2 separate regions of the Pan troglodytes genome follow, and region 2 is linked to region 1. A link is a contact called in public Hi-C data. All regions are on one chromosome and are shown on one strand. Each heading gives the region's core, a stretch centred on a gene start, on an enhancer-like site or on the middle of the called end of the contact. The rest is flanking DNA. Distances are from core to core; before and after follow the strand shown.

Evidence for each region. A called contact is a pair of places that touch in the nucleus more often than the background predicts.
Region 2: a contact with region 1 is called in a Hi-C map of induced pluripotent stem cells, with 2.0 times the contacts expected there. The contact joins the promoter of MUCL1 here to the enhancer-like site in region 1. A contact is called at or near these places in 3 of 7 Hi-C or Micro-C datasets (induced pluripotent stem cells and stem cell-derived neural progenitor cells).

What each region holds. Positions count from the first base shown.
Region 1 is chr10:40,794,070-40,800,557 of NHGRI_mPanTro3-v2.0_pri, forward strand. No RefSeq gene overlaps it. Among named protein-coding and RNA genes, the nearest start is that of NEUROD4, 39 kb to the right of the region's middle. Within about 2 kb of position 1,337, at least 3 of the 24 cell types and tissues checked have an H3K27ac peak or open chromatin away from gene starts, as enhancers often do. A contact at or near this core is called in induced pluripotent stem cells, where this site is marked.
Region 2 is chr10:40,999,670-41,006,214 of NHGRI_mPanTro3-v2.0_pri, forward strand. MUCL1 (mucin like 1) reads right to left here and starts at 2,289. Exons shown (of 4, transcript XM_016924805.4): 1 at 1,832-2,289; 2 at 1,315-1,356. The coding sequence starts at 1,889.

The sequences.
Region 1 (6,488 bases), core at 87-2,586:
AAAAAGTATATACAAATAATGTTAACACATTGGCATATGAGTGGATGAATACTGAGAAAGTCTTGTCTAAATTTATACAGAATTTCAGGAAAGCCACATATTGCTGTGGGGCTCCCCACACTGATACTTTAAATTAAAGTAGCTCAGGTAAGAACAATTATAGTTGGGTCAAGGAACAGCAGAAGAGCAAATAGCATGGCAAAAGAAGAAGAAAAAAACTTCATTTTAAAAAATTTACTGTTTTTAATTGTCTTGCTCAATGTGCTCTTTGGAAAGGAAAACTAGCCAAAGAAACAAGAAAGAAGGGTAACAATGAAGCAAAAGAGAACAGAGAAAACAACCCCTCTCAAATATGTATTTATCATTCTCAGTAAACCTGTATTTAATGACAATTAAATGCAGGTTAAAGATGGGCTCAGTACAGAGGATGCAGAGAGTAGTAAAAAAAAAAAAAAAAAATCATTGAAATCAGCTTACAATTGAGTAAAAAAGACTAAAAATGAGTAAAATAAGTATGTAAATATCTCTAAAGGAAGGCAGAATATGATAGATCTCATTGAGAGTTACAAAATGCCATGGATGCTCAGGAAAAAAAAATCACGATTCTTTAAGAGCCTTCTGAGGGTGCATTCTGAGCAAATATCCTTTCCCTGAACCTTGAAAAATGAGTAAAAACGTAGACTACACTCTGACAGATATAAAGGGCAAATGAGTGCTCAGGAAGCTCTGTGGCAGACTTTGTAGGGCTTCCGACAGATTGAGACTTTTCTCAAAATCCAAAGGACAGGCTACCCATTGCCTCAATCTTTACCGTTTAGGAAGAGAAGGGAGGAGGGCTGAAGTGGAGGATCCAGGAGACTTTGATAGAGAAGGAAAAGTCAGATTCATGGAGGCTCTGGGTATATTTGGGCTCTACCCAGAGAATGAGGGTAAGACAACCTAAGAAAGAAATCATTTCCTCTTACCTTGTCATGAAAAAAAGGCAAAATCTAAAGAGTGAATACTTTTTCTCCTTAAAAGAAAATTATTGATAGGGGTACCGTTCTTTCCTCATTGTGTTTGGTAAGGTTTTGCCCAGCCCCTAACGGCAGACCTTGCTAGCACAGATGGGCCTTTCAGCGCTGCCTGAGTTTCTATTCTCTGGCTAGCACCAGACTCCAGCCAACACAAAACTCCCCTCTAATTGTAATTGAATCCACACTTTTATAGTTCATTACCTCTCTGATAGACTAGATTAGATTAGGCTGAAGCTGTGGCCAGCCCAGCCCTCAGCCCAGGTTGGAGCACAGAAAAAGGGGGCAGGCTCAGACAGAAAGAAGGCACCTGACAGTGATCTGTCTTTCCTCCTGGCCATTAATCCATTTCTCTCCATGACAACCTCCCCCACTGCCTGCATTCCCTGCCCAACACACACACATCCACCGTTTGGGGATCAAAGGCTGGGAGTCTTTGCAAAATTAGAAAATGAAAGAGATGCATAAGCCCTAAAGATCATCTAGCCTTAACCAATTTGATTTATAAATAAGGAAACTAAAGCCCAGGTAAGGAAGGAAATTCCGCAAAGACAAACAGCAGAGAACCCTCGTGTGATGGCCATGGAACTACACTACATAGATCTTCTGCAAGAAAACTTACTGCAGAGAGCATAACTGACTGACAAGTCCAGTTTGGCCCCTCTTGGATGTGCCACTGTATATGCAGGGAGGCCACATTACCCCTGTGCTGCTCCCAGCCAATGACTCAGCACAGCACAGGTCCTATAGCATGCGGGACTCCAACAGACAATTTTGACTCAGAGCCTCCCCACTGGCATGCCTGAAACTGTCTTAGAACCATGCTGCAGTTTCAGGTCCTTTTCTGCACGATCCTTCTTCCTTCTCCTCTGCTTTTATAGGTACCAGACCGGCAGGATGATCTGAAGGCTGTCCCTGGCTACTCATACTCTCTTTCCTTTGTCTGTCATAGGCATTTCTTCCCACAAACTTCTCTTGGTTGTCTAATTTATATCTTGGTATCTGTTTCTCAAACATCTTGAATTAATCTACTTGGTCTCTTCCCGTATATCTGAGGGATCTCTTCTCTCCCCACCCAAACACAATTATGCATTTACTCAGTGGTTCCATCATAAGAAGTCCTCTCTATAGATCTGTATACAAATTATCTTTGCTTCTTTTTTATGTTTTCTTTGAGTAAAATTTTCTAGAAAGTCATGATTATTTTTATTTTCGTTCTCCTTTTCCAAAATCACATGTGAGATAACTTCAAATAAGTCCCCAGACACAACTGGAAGGATGGTAACTTCTAGACTCCTTCAGTCATGGAAACCTTAAGTAATCAAGGGTACTGCCCTTGTCAGGTACTCTTATGGTAGTATTTCAGTCGGCCTGTTTTATCCCTTTAAATGCCATATTAACACATTGGCTTCCAAAGAGCACTGCCCTCATTGTAATTATTGGAAGGATTGGGTCAGAATTTAAAGAAAGGATTATTCCTGCACAAATTCTGATTAAAATGGGCTCCCTCAACCTCAGCTGAAAAGATTAACAACGGCCCAATCTCCTACAGCCAGCAAGTCTTCGCAAATAACTCCCAATCTCTCTACTGTTAGTTTATCTGTCAAGGATTAAACTGAGAGACTGCTCCCAAAACATGTATTAAAATAGCCACAAAGTATAGCCCTCTTATTCCTGGCAGCTGTTGAGCTCAAAGCAAGGGACCTAGAAACTTCTCTTTAATCAAGCATAGAGGGATGGGAGAATGAACTAGGATAGGGAGGAGAGAAGAGCGGGGGTTGACTAAATTTGAAGGTGCCAGAGCAATGTGAGTTGTTCTCGGTTACTGAGAACAATCAGGAAGGTCAGGAGAGTTCTACCTTCACATTACTTTAGTGGAAAACATCCTAACATAGTGGAAAGAACAGGACATACCTGATCAAAAGATCTGAATTCCAAGCCAAACTCAGCCACTTACCACTTATATTCCTAGTTTTCTCAGCTGAAAATGGAAATACTAGTAACCATCTTACTTGTCTCACTCTAAGAAGATATGATTCATGTGTTAGATCTTAGATAACTATAACCTGCTTGTGGGAAAGATCACTGACAGTCTTCAATATCTATTTTTTTGTTTCTTATGTAGAATATAAGGTGAAGCTAGACGTAGGGCCACTCAGCCCCCTCGCAGCTATGTATGCCTAAGTTCAGGCCACTGGTATACAGTAAATTACAGCTTATGCTCTTATACAGCAAGCTTGTGCCTCTCCTCTCTCCACCCCTACCCCCAGTCTCTATCCTGCACACCACCTGGAATGTGACTATGAGAGAAGCATCTAGGACAGCCATCTGAAAGATAAATAAAAACCTCATGTTAAGATGGCAAAAAAATAGACAGAAGGATCCTGAGTCTCTGATAACCGTGTAGTTACCCCATCATTCCTGATCACACTTTCTAGACATCGTATAAGGGAAAAATAACCTGCTGTGTTACACAATGACTATTTTGAATTTCTTTGATTCAGTAACCAAATGGATATCCTAATATCCTAACCGTTCCACCATTCTATAAATATAAATTACTATTATTGTCATTATTAATATTATTCTAGTAGCTGCCTAGGAGCAGGGATATCTCAAGGCCCTATAACCTGTGTGGTCCTGAAGAAAAGCTCCAAGTTTTAGCTTCTACATTAAACAGCTTCCATTCAGCAGAGCACTGTTTTCATTTTAGTTTAGCTTAATCCAAAGAACAATGTCATAGCATCATTCTGAAGGGGCTCGACATCCCGATTACTTCCCACATTAGATGAGACTGCCAAATCCCTTCACTTCACCTTTTATCATTTAGTCTCCAGAACATCCTTCTGCACAAGTAGTTGCACTCTGTAATTCCCAGAGTCCCCCGACCCTTTTCTTTTCTTATCTAACTGTATGTCTCTTGCCTCCTTCATCTGCCCTCCCACAGCAATGAGTCTTCCTACCTTTTCTCTATTTCTTCCTCCTCCAAAACATTTCTTGTCTGTTAAATGAAAAACCTCCGTCTAAAACTATAGAAAATAACTATTTAAATTTACTATCATGGAGGTTCTCACACAAACACACACACACACACACACACACACAAAATGCATACCCTAAGGTAGCCATGCCTACTATGAATCTGCTGACATAGCCCGAAACATGCTTCTTTGCAAGCTCTCCTATACCCTTCCCACACAAATATAAGCACATAAGCAATTCTGATGCATGTTAAAATTTAAGCACTACTGAAGATTCAGAAAGGCATCCATTTTTCTATTTCTCCATTTTCCACTATCTAAAGGTAGGATTGCTACTGTGCAATCTTAGAGGGAAATATCACAGTATTGGGACAGGGACAGGTACCCGAGACGAAGAGCATGGAGTGGGAAAGCGGCCATGATTATCAATTTATTTCAAATGTTTTACCTTGTTAAGTCATATCTAATCATCCTTATATTTAAAAAGTCCATGCTGATGTCTAACTTTAGTGCCTCCTGAGGAAGGTTAAATTCACTCATTTGCTATAGCCCTTCCAGCCAACTAAGAACAACAGGTTACTCGTTGTGACTTAAAGGAGCCTAGAGTTGCTTTCAGGCCAAGGGAGGCAATGGAGATGCTAGAGATGCCTTCTGGACGTGCCCTCAGAGGCAGATGCCATTTCCTCTGGAAGTATAGCACATTTGTTGGCAAAGGAAATCTCCCTCCAGGGCAGGCAGGGAAGGACAATAGGGCCACGTCACCACCCACCATCTGCCATGAAAACAGACACCAGCTGACAGGGAGGGAAGCTCAAAATCCCACTCCCACCCCCACACCAACGTCAGCAACCTCACTGCCTGACCTCCTGAGATGGTGGCGGGGGAAGAGAGGTTGGGATTAACCCATGGGGACTATTGGGATCAAGTTCTGGGTCACCCTGCCCAGACTGCTGCAGTTCTTTTATCAGGGCCCCAGAATTATCAAATCTTCACTCTCATCTGTGAGATGAAGAAACAAACCACAGCAGATAAGCAGAGATCAGTATACAAGAACTCAAAAAAGCAATCCTGTTTCTGGGTGGCCAGTCTGCCCTGTCTCTGGATGTCCAAGGCCCCAGAGGAGCACAGAGACATGGGAAAGGCAACCTTGGATAACTGACATCAGAAATAATTTAGCACTGTCAAGGCAACAACCAGTGCGTGGAGTGTAATAGAAATATTAGTCCCAGAGTAAAGGTGGCTTCCTAGGGAGTGCACTTAGAGCTGCTCCTGAGCGAAAGGGCTTGGCTTATCAGTGAATATTTTATGCATTATTGTGTAGTGAAAAGAAGCAGGAGTCCTAGGTTCTGCTGCTATTGCTCAGGTATGTCCGAAGGCAAGTTCCTTCCTTGTTCAAGAACTCAGTCTTCCCTTATATGAAATTGCAAGGTTGGATAAGATCTGAAGGAGTCTTCCCTCACTCATGAATGGCAGACAAATGCTCAAGTAGAATCTCTCAGAATGAAGAAAATACACTTGAAGGGTCTGAGACAGAGCCCAAGAGTTCCCACAGCTTAAGAAAATAGAATAATTTCAGCCCCTCCCTGCAGGACAACAGCATAACACCTTTAATTTACAAAGCAATCTGATCTGATGAGATTAGATCCATTCGACCTATGAAGGAGCTAGACCATTACTGTTACTCTCATCTGTCCTAAAATACGCTAAGAAAGATTAAGTAACAGGACCAGGCTATAGAGTAACTGAAAAAGGAGCTGTGTCTAGAAGTCAGAAAGACCAACATTCAAAACAGAGCTGCTTCCACTGAGTCACGGATCATCTGAGACCTTGACCAAGAAGGCCTTAATGTTGCCCTCAGCCAGACTAAGCCTTAAATAGGCTTCTTCTTAGCTCTACATCCATGGCCCCTTTTCTCTTAGACTATTTTCTTTAAAAAACTTATCACTGCAAATTTCGTCTCTGCTCCTTTGAGATATAAATATTTTTAAAATCCTCTAAATCATTCTATTATAAAGACACATGCACACATATGTTCATTGCACCATCATTCACAACAGCAAAGACATGGATTCAGTCTAAATGCCCATCAATGACAGACTGGATCACGAAAAGGTGATACATATACACCATGGAATACTATGCAGTCATAAAAAAGAATGAGATTATGTCCTTTGCAGGGACATGGATGGAGCTGAAGGCCATTAAATTTAGCAAACTAACACAGGAACAGAATACCAAATACCACATTCCCACCTATAAGTGGTTGCTAAATGATGAGAACACATGGACATGTAGAGAGGAATGAAACACTCTGGGGCTTATCAGAGGGTGGAGGAGGGAGAGGATCAGGAAAAATAACTAATGGGTAGTAGGCTTAATACCTGGGTGAGGAAATAATCTGTATAACAAACCCCCAAGACACAAGTTTACCTATGTAACAAACCTGCACTTGTACCTCTGAATTTAAAATAAGAGTTAAAAAAATAAAAATAAA
Region 2 (6,545 bases), core at 1,039-3,538, 210 kb after region 1:
TATTCACAGGGACTACTGCTCAGAAGCAATAAGGAAATCTCTAGTAGCCTGACATTCTGATGCCGTCCCACAGAATAACCTAAGACAGCATACATTCCAATGTAGCATGAATGAGGATGAGTAAAGGGATGAACTCTAGAGGGAAGGAGGAGGCAGACTAAGAAGATGTATCTCATCTTAGAGTCATATCTCCTGTCTTAGAGTGCAGTAAGATATCTTCTATCAGGTTCTAGAATGAAAAGAGCCATATTTGTCTCACCCTCTGTGGCAGCTTGGACTCTGTTTATTAGAGAGGTAATTGTGAGAGCCACATTAGATATAACAGGAGAAATTAGTACACTTCTAATAGTAAAAAATTCCCCATTAATTACTATATGTACAAAGGGGACTGGGTAAGAGTTTTGAAAATTATCTCTCTCTCTCTAGACCTTACACCAGAGCTATTGATAAGGATCAAGAGTCAGGCCCCACATTTGTGAGTTAGACTCACCTCAGCAAATAAGTAGCTCCACCTCCAAACCCACACTCTATCCATGCTGTCTCAGGCTTTATTTAAGAGAGAAAATATTTTTTAAATGGGGCCTCACATGGCAGGAAAAATATATGTGAGGTCTGACTAAAGCTAATGCCCTTGTGACCAAAGGATGCAAATTCCCAAGATGTGAAGGATAAAGACAGACCCCCTTAACTTGTGCATGGGCACAACACACACACAGTACAGAATGTGAAGAACACTTTGGGAGAAGCCCAAGAATGACTAAAGGCTTTGGTCTACCACCTTCGTTTTCAGGTTAGAGAAGGGAAACAAACATCAGCCTGGGAATAAGGAATATAGACCATTACAAAGAGTAAAGCTTAGACCTGACCCCTGCACTCCACATCCCACACACCACCCTCACTTGTGATCCAAATGGACTTATTTTCATATCACTTCAAATTCTGAGACCCACTGGTCTCTTTTTGACACTGGCTATATATTCAGTCCTTCCATTTATTAGAGGCATCTCTCAAAAATTCTCAGGCTACAACATCAGACCTCATGCTCTTGTGCCTTATGCTGGAAAACAATGAATAATAAGCCCACATTTGTATAAGTCTATGGCCTATATTTCATATATTCTAAGAATGTATAAGAAATACACAGATTCACTATGTTTGTGGTGAATTTGAAAATCAGGAATATAGCTTTCACAGACTTTTGCTTAGGATTCCTTATAACAAAGACTATCCACATGGAAACTGGCTGTTTGACATGAGGCTGGAAGTGGAAAATGGTTATTGCAGGAAAGAGATGACATTCAAGTGCAGACTCACTAGCTGGATACGTGTCAGCTGGAGCAGCTGTTGTCGGATTCTCTGAAAGAGAAGAAGGAAAAATTAAGATGTTAGCTGAATACCAGTTTGGAGGATGGAGGTAAGAGAGAATATGGACAATATTCCAGACTTTACAGTGGAAGACCCTCAGTCCTTGGTGTACCAGTTGAGGAAGAACAAGTGCACAGATAAGATAAAACCCATGAAAACCAATAAAAACCTAATATGTGGTCATTTTTCCTTTCCTGAAATAAACCTCTGATTACCTTCTTGAACATATTTTACTAACAGTAACAATAAACTTGGGTTCCAAGGTATTATTGAAGTAAGATCTGACTGAACTAAGAAGAGCCTAAGGATAACCATCTCCATCTTGAACGGTCAGTCAAAATGGTGATAGAACAAGTTAGGAGAGGTAAAAAAGCACATTCTAAGCAACCATAAGCCCGCATCTTTAGAGGAGATATTTTATATATATTCCCACAAAACTTATGTTCAGGTAAGAATATTTACTTACGGGCAGAGACCAGAAAGATGGAAACTCCCAAGAGTACCAGGACTGCTAAGAACTTCATGGTGGTGACCTGAAGATCAGGGAGCACAGACAAAAATGCTTCAAAGCCCAAGAGAAGGCAAGGCGCTGACTTCAGGATTCCACATCCTGACAATATATATGCAGAGGGCACCAATCAGGAGCTGTCAACCAGAATCCAGGTTAGGTAATGCCAGGAAACGTTGGGACACAAACCACTGGAGAATCAACAACACAGCCAGGGGCCCTTTGGAAAGGTTGTGAATTCAAATCATTGGTTCTGGCTAAACAGGTTTCAATTCGAGTCTCTCATATTAAATATGCTCCAGGCAACTTCTCTTCCAGGCATCCTCTTACATGTAGGTATAGTGTCTCCATAATTACCAGCTCCTCTGACAGATTGGAGATGCCCCATAACCAGCCTTCCTGAAATCTGCAGTGCTCTTTTCATAGATTCTAGGAGTCATACACTTACAGAGTGCTTAGACCTCTGTCTCCCCCTAGGGGAATAATCAGGGTAGAGCAGCCTGATCCAAAGACCATCCTGTGTAACTCAGGCTGTGCATTCTTCGAGTCGTGGTCTCCCTCCTGAACATGTAATTAGGTCATCTGACACTGGTGCAGAGTGAGTCCAACACTGAATGATCTAAAGAACGAACTATGACCTTACTGGATTTAGCAACCATTGTGTAAAAATTCTAAATCAAGGAGTAAGTATACAGAATAAACTAACATTTGTTAATTCATGCATCCATGTAATCAATTTTTTCATTCAAAAAACATTCATTCAGGATTATTGTGTGCCAGACACAATGCTAGATGTTAGAAAAATAACAGCGAACAAAGCACACAAAAATTTTATTTAATACATGGTTTTGCAGGAATTCATACACTAAAAAAGTAAAGAAAGAGAAAACACAATGTATTATGTGTGAGGTGATAAGGCCTAATAAAGAAAGAAGGCAGGAAAGAAGAAAGGAGAGTTTAGAGATGGAAAATGGGGAGCAATTTTATATAAGGTGACCAAAAAAGGCATTGCTGAATAGGTGATATTTGAACAGAATCTTAAGGAGCTGAGGAATCAACAACGTGGTATATTTGGATAATGCAACGGAAAGGAAATGGTCAGTCTGAAGGAAAGCAATGGTGAGTGCATGTAGAATATGGTCATCCAGACTTCTCTGCAGTTGTTGAGTAGGGCCCAGCACTGCCCCAAGTTCCATCAATCTACTTGCCCTTTGTCATAATGGAGCCAAGCTGCTAAGTAAAGACAGCAAGGGAGGAAAACAATCCACATTTACAGCACAATCAAGTGCTGGACCCAACTGAGGCCTCAAAGAGGGGTGATGAACATTTGGAATACCCAGAATCATAGGGAATTCTCTACATTTTAAAGATTTCCCTTGCTTTAAAGTTCTTCTTGTTCATACAAAGTATGCCTTTTTGGGTCATACCCTCATTGGAAGGATCTCTGTAATCTGGAACAGCACTGAACATCTATTTCTCCTTTTATTGGAGAGTCTGTCTGATAACAGCAACCAGTCTACTCCCCAAAACATGCTAAGGGGTCCCCATCAGGTGAATGAAGAAAGGCAGAGGAAATTCCTGAGGGAGTGGTCTTCAACCTCGGAAAGACAAGTCAGTGTCCTTGTCCTGGGTAAACTCATATCTTCCATGAGGCACAGAGTTGTCATAATATGGTGAGAGATTAGCATAAATAACGCTAAGAAAAAAACACATATTCTGAAGGAAAAGTGAAAGAGAGAAATATTTAAAAGAGACAAAGAAGGAAGGAAGACTTAAAAGACAGATACTATCTGATTATACCCCGTAGGGAATAAGCCCTACAGTCACCCTTGTAAGGCCTCCCAACAACACTGACACAAATTGAAGGGTCTTCTAGGAGATGGTTACTTATTGAGAGCCCACTGTGTCCCTCCACAGAGGCAGAGACCCACCACACAGACTTAAGACAATGACTGGCTTGCTAAGAAAAAAATATTAAACATATGTATCAGTTAGGGTCGCCTTAAGAGATCAAAACCGCACAGTGGATTAAACAGGAAAAGTGTGATACGAAGAATTTCTAAAGTTTGATAAATGAGTAGTTTTTCATCTTGAATGAATTTTTGTATAAGGTGTAAGGAAGGAATCCAGTTTCAGCTTTCTACATATGGCTAGCCAGATTTCCCAGCACCATTTATTAAATAGGGAATCCTTTCCCCATTGCTTGCTTTTGTCAGGTTTCTCAAAGATCAGATGGTTGTAGATGTGTGGCATTATTTCTGAGGGCTCTGTTCTGTTCCATTGGTCTATAACTCTGTTTTGGTACCAGTACCATGCTGTTTTGGTTATTGTAGCCTTGTAGTATAGTTTGAAGTCAGGTAGCGTGATGCCTCCAGCTTTGTTCTTTTGGCTTAGGATTGACTTGGCAATGTGGGCTCTTTTTTGCTTCCATATGAACTTTAAAGTAGTTTTTCCAATTCTGTGAAGAAAGTCATTGGTAGCTTGATGGGGATGGCATTGAATCTATAAATTACCTTGGGCAGTATGGCCATTTTCACGATATTGATTCTTCCTGCCCATGAGGATGGAATGTTCTTCCATTTGTTTGTATCCTCTTTTATTTCATTGAGCAGTGGTTTGTAGTTCTCTTTGGAGAGGTCCTTCACATCCCTTGTAAGTTCGATTCCTAGATATTTTATTCTCTTTGAAGCAATTGTGAATGGGAGTTCACTCATGATTTGGCTCTCTGTCTGTTATTGGTGTATAAGAATGGTTGTGATTTTTGCACATTGATTTTTGTATCCTGAGACTTTGCTGAAGTTGCTTATCAGCTTAAGGAGATTTTGGGCTGAGACGATGGGGTTTTCTAGATATACAATCATGTCATCTGCAAAAAGGACAATTTAACTTCCTCTTTTCCTAATTGAATACCCTTTATTTCCTTCTCCTGCCTAATTGCCCTGGCCAGAACTTCCAACACTACGTTGAATAGGAGTGATGAGAGAGGGCATCCCTGTCTTGTGCCAGTTTTCAAAGGGAATGCTTCCAGTTTTTGCCCATTCAGTATGATATTGGCTGTGGGTTTGTCATAGATAGCTCTAATTATTTTGAGATATGTCCCATCAATACCTAATTTATTGAGAGTTTTTAGCATGAAGCGTTGTTGAATTTTGTCAAAGGCCTTTTCTGCACCTATTGAGATAATCATGTAGTTTTTGTCTTTGGTTCTGTTTATATGCTGGATTACATGTATTGATTTGCATATGTTAACCAGCCTTGCATCCCAGAGATTAATTCAAGATGATTTAAAGACTTACATGTTAGACCTAAAACCATAAAAATTCAGGACATAGGCATGGGCAAGGACTTCATGTCTAAAACACCAAAAGCAATGGCAACAAAACCAAAATTGACAAATGGGATGTAATTAAACTAAAGAGCTTCTGCACAGCAAAAGAAACTACCATCAGAGTGAACAGGCAACCTACAGAATGGGAGAAAATTTTTGCAATCTATCCATCTGACAAAGGGCTAATATCCAGAATCTACAATGAACTCAAACAAATTTACAAGAAAAAAACAAACAACCCCATCAACAAGTGGGTGAAGGATATGAACAGACACTTCTCAAAAGAAGACATTTATGCAGCCAACAGACACATGAAAAAAATGCTCATCATCACTGGCCATCAGAGAAATGCAAATCAAAACCACAGTGAGATACCATCTCACACCAGTTAGAATGGCAATCATTAAAAAGTCAGGAAACAACAAGCACTGGAGAGAATGTGGAGAAATAGGAACACGTTTACACTGTTGGTGGGACTGTAAACTAGTTCAACCCTTGTGGAAGTCAGTGTGGCGATTCCTCAAGGGTCTAGAACTAGAAATACCATTTGACCCAGCCATCCCATTACTGGGCATATACCCAAAGGATTATAAATCATGCTGCTAAAAAGACACATGCATACGTATGTTTATTGTGGCACTATTCACAATAGCAAAGACTTGGAACCAACCCAAATGTCCAACAATGATAGACTGGATTAAGAAAATGTGGCACATATACACCATGGAATACTATGCAGCCATAGAAAAGGATGAGTTCATGTCCTTTGTAGGGACATGGATGAAGCTGGAAACCATCATTCTCAGCAAACCATCGCAAGGACGAAAAACCAAACACCACGTGTTCTCACTCATAGGTGGCAACTGAACAATGAGAACACATGGACACAGGAAGGGAAACATCACACACCGGGGCCTGTGGTGGGGTGGGGGGAGGGATAGCATTAGGAGATATACCTAATGTTAAATGACGAGTTACTGGGTGCAGCACACCAACATGGCACATGTATACATATGTAACAAACCTGCATGTTGTGCACATGTACCCAAAACTTAAAGTATAATAATAAAAAAAAATGAGTATTTATAAGGAAGTTCTATGAAACCCTAGGGTTGAGGGAGAATATCCAAGGAAGGACAACAATAAAGAGCCCTCCTCCCTGAAGCTGATATTCAGAACTCATTGGAGAAGCAGCCCTCTGGGTGGCAGAGAACAGTGCTGGTTTGCCCAAGCTGAAGCTGGTCTGCAGTTGCTGGGGAAGCAGACAATCTGCAACCAGTGGCCTGAGTGTGCAGAGGACATGAAGGCTCAGGGTGTAGGGGAGCCCCGTGGGGCCTACAACAG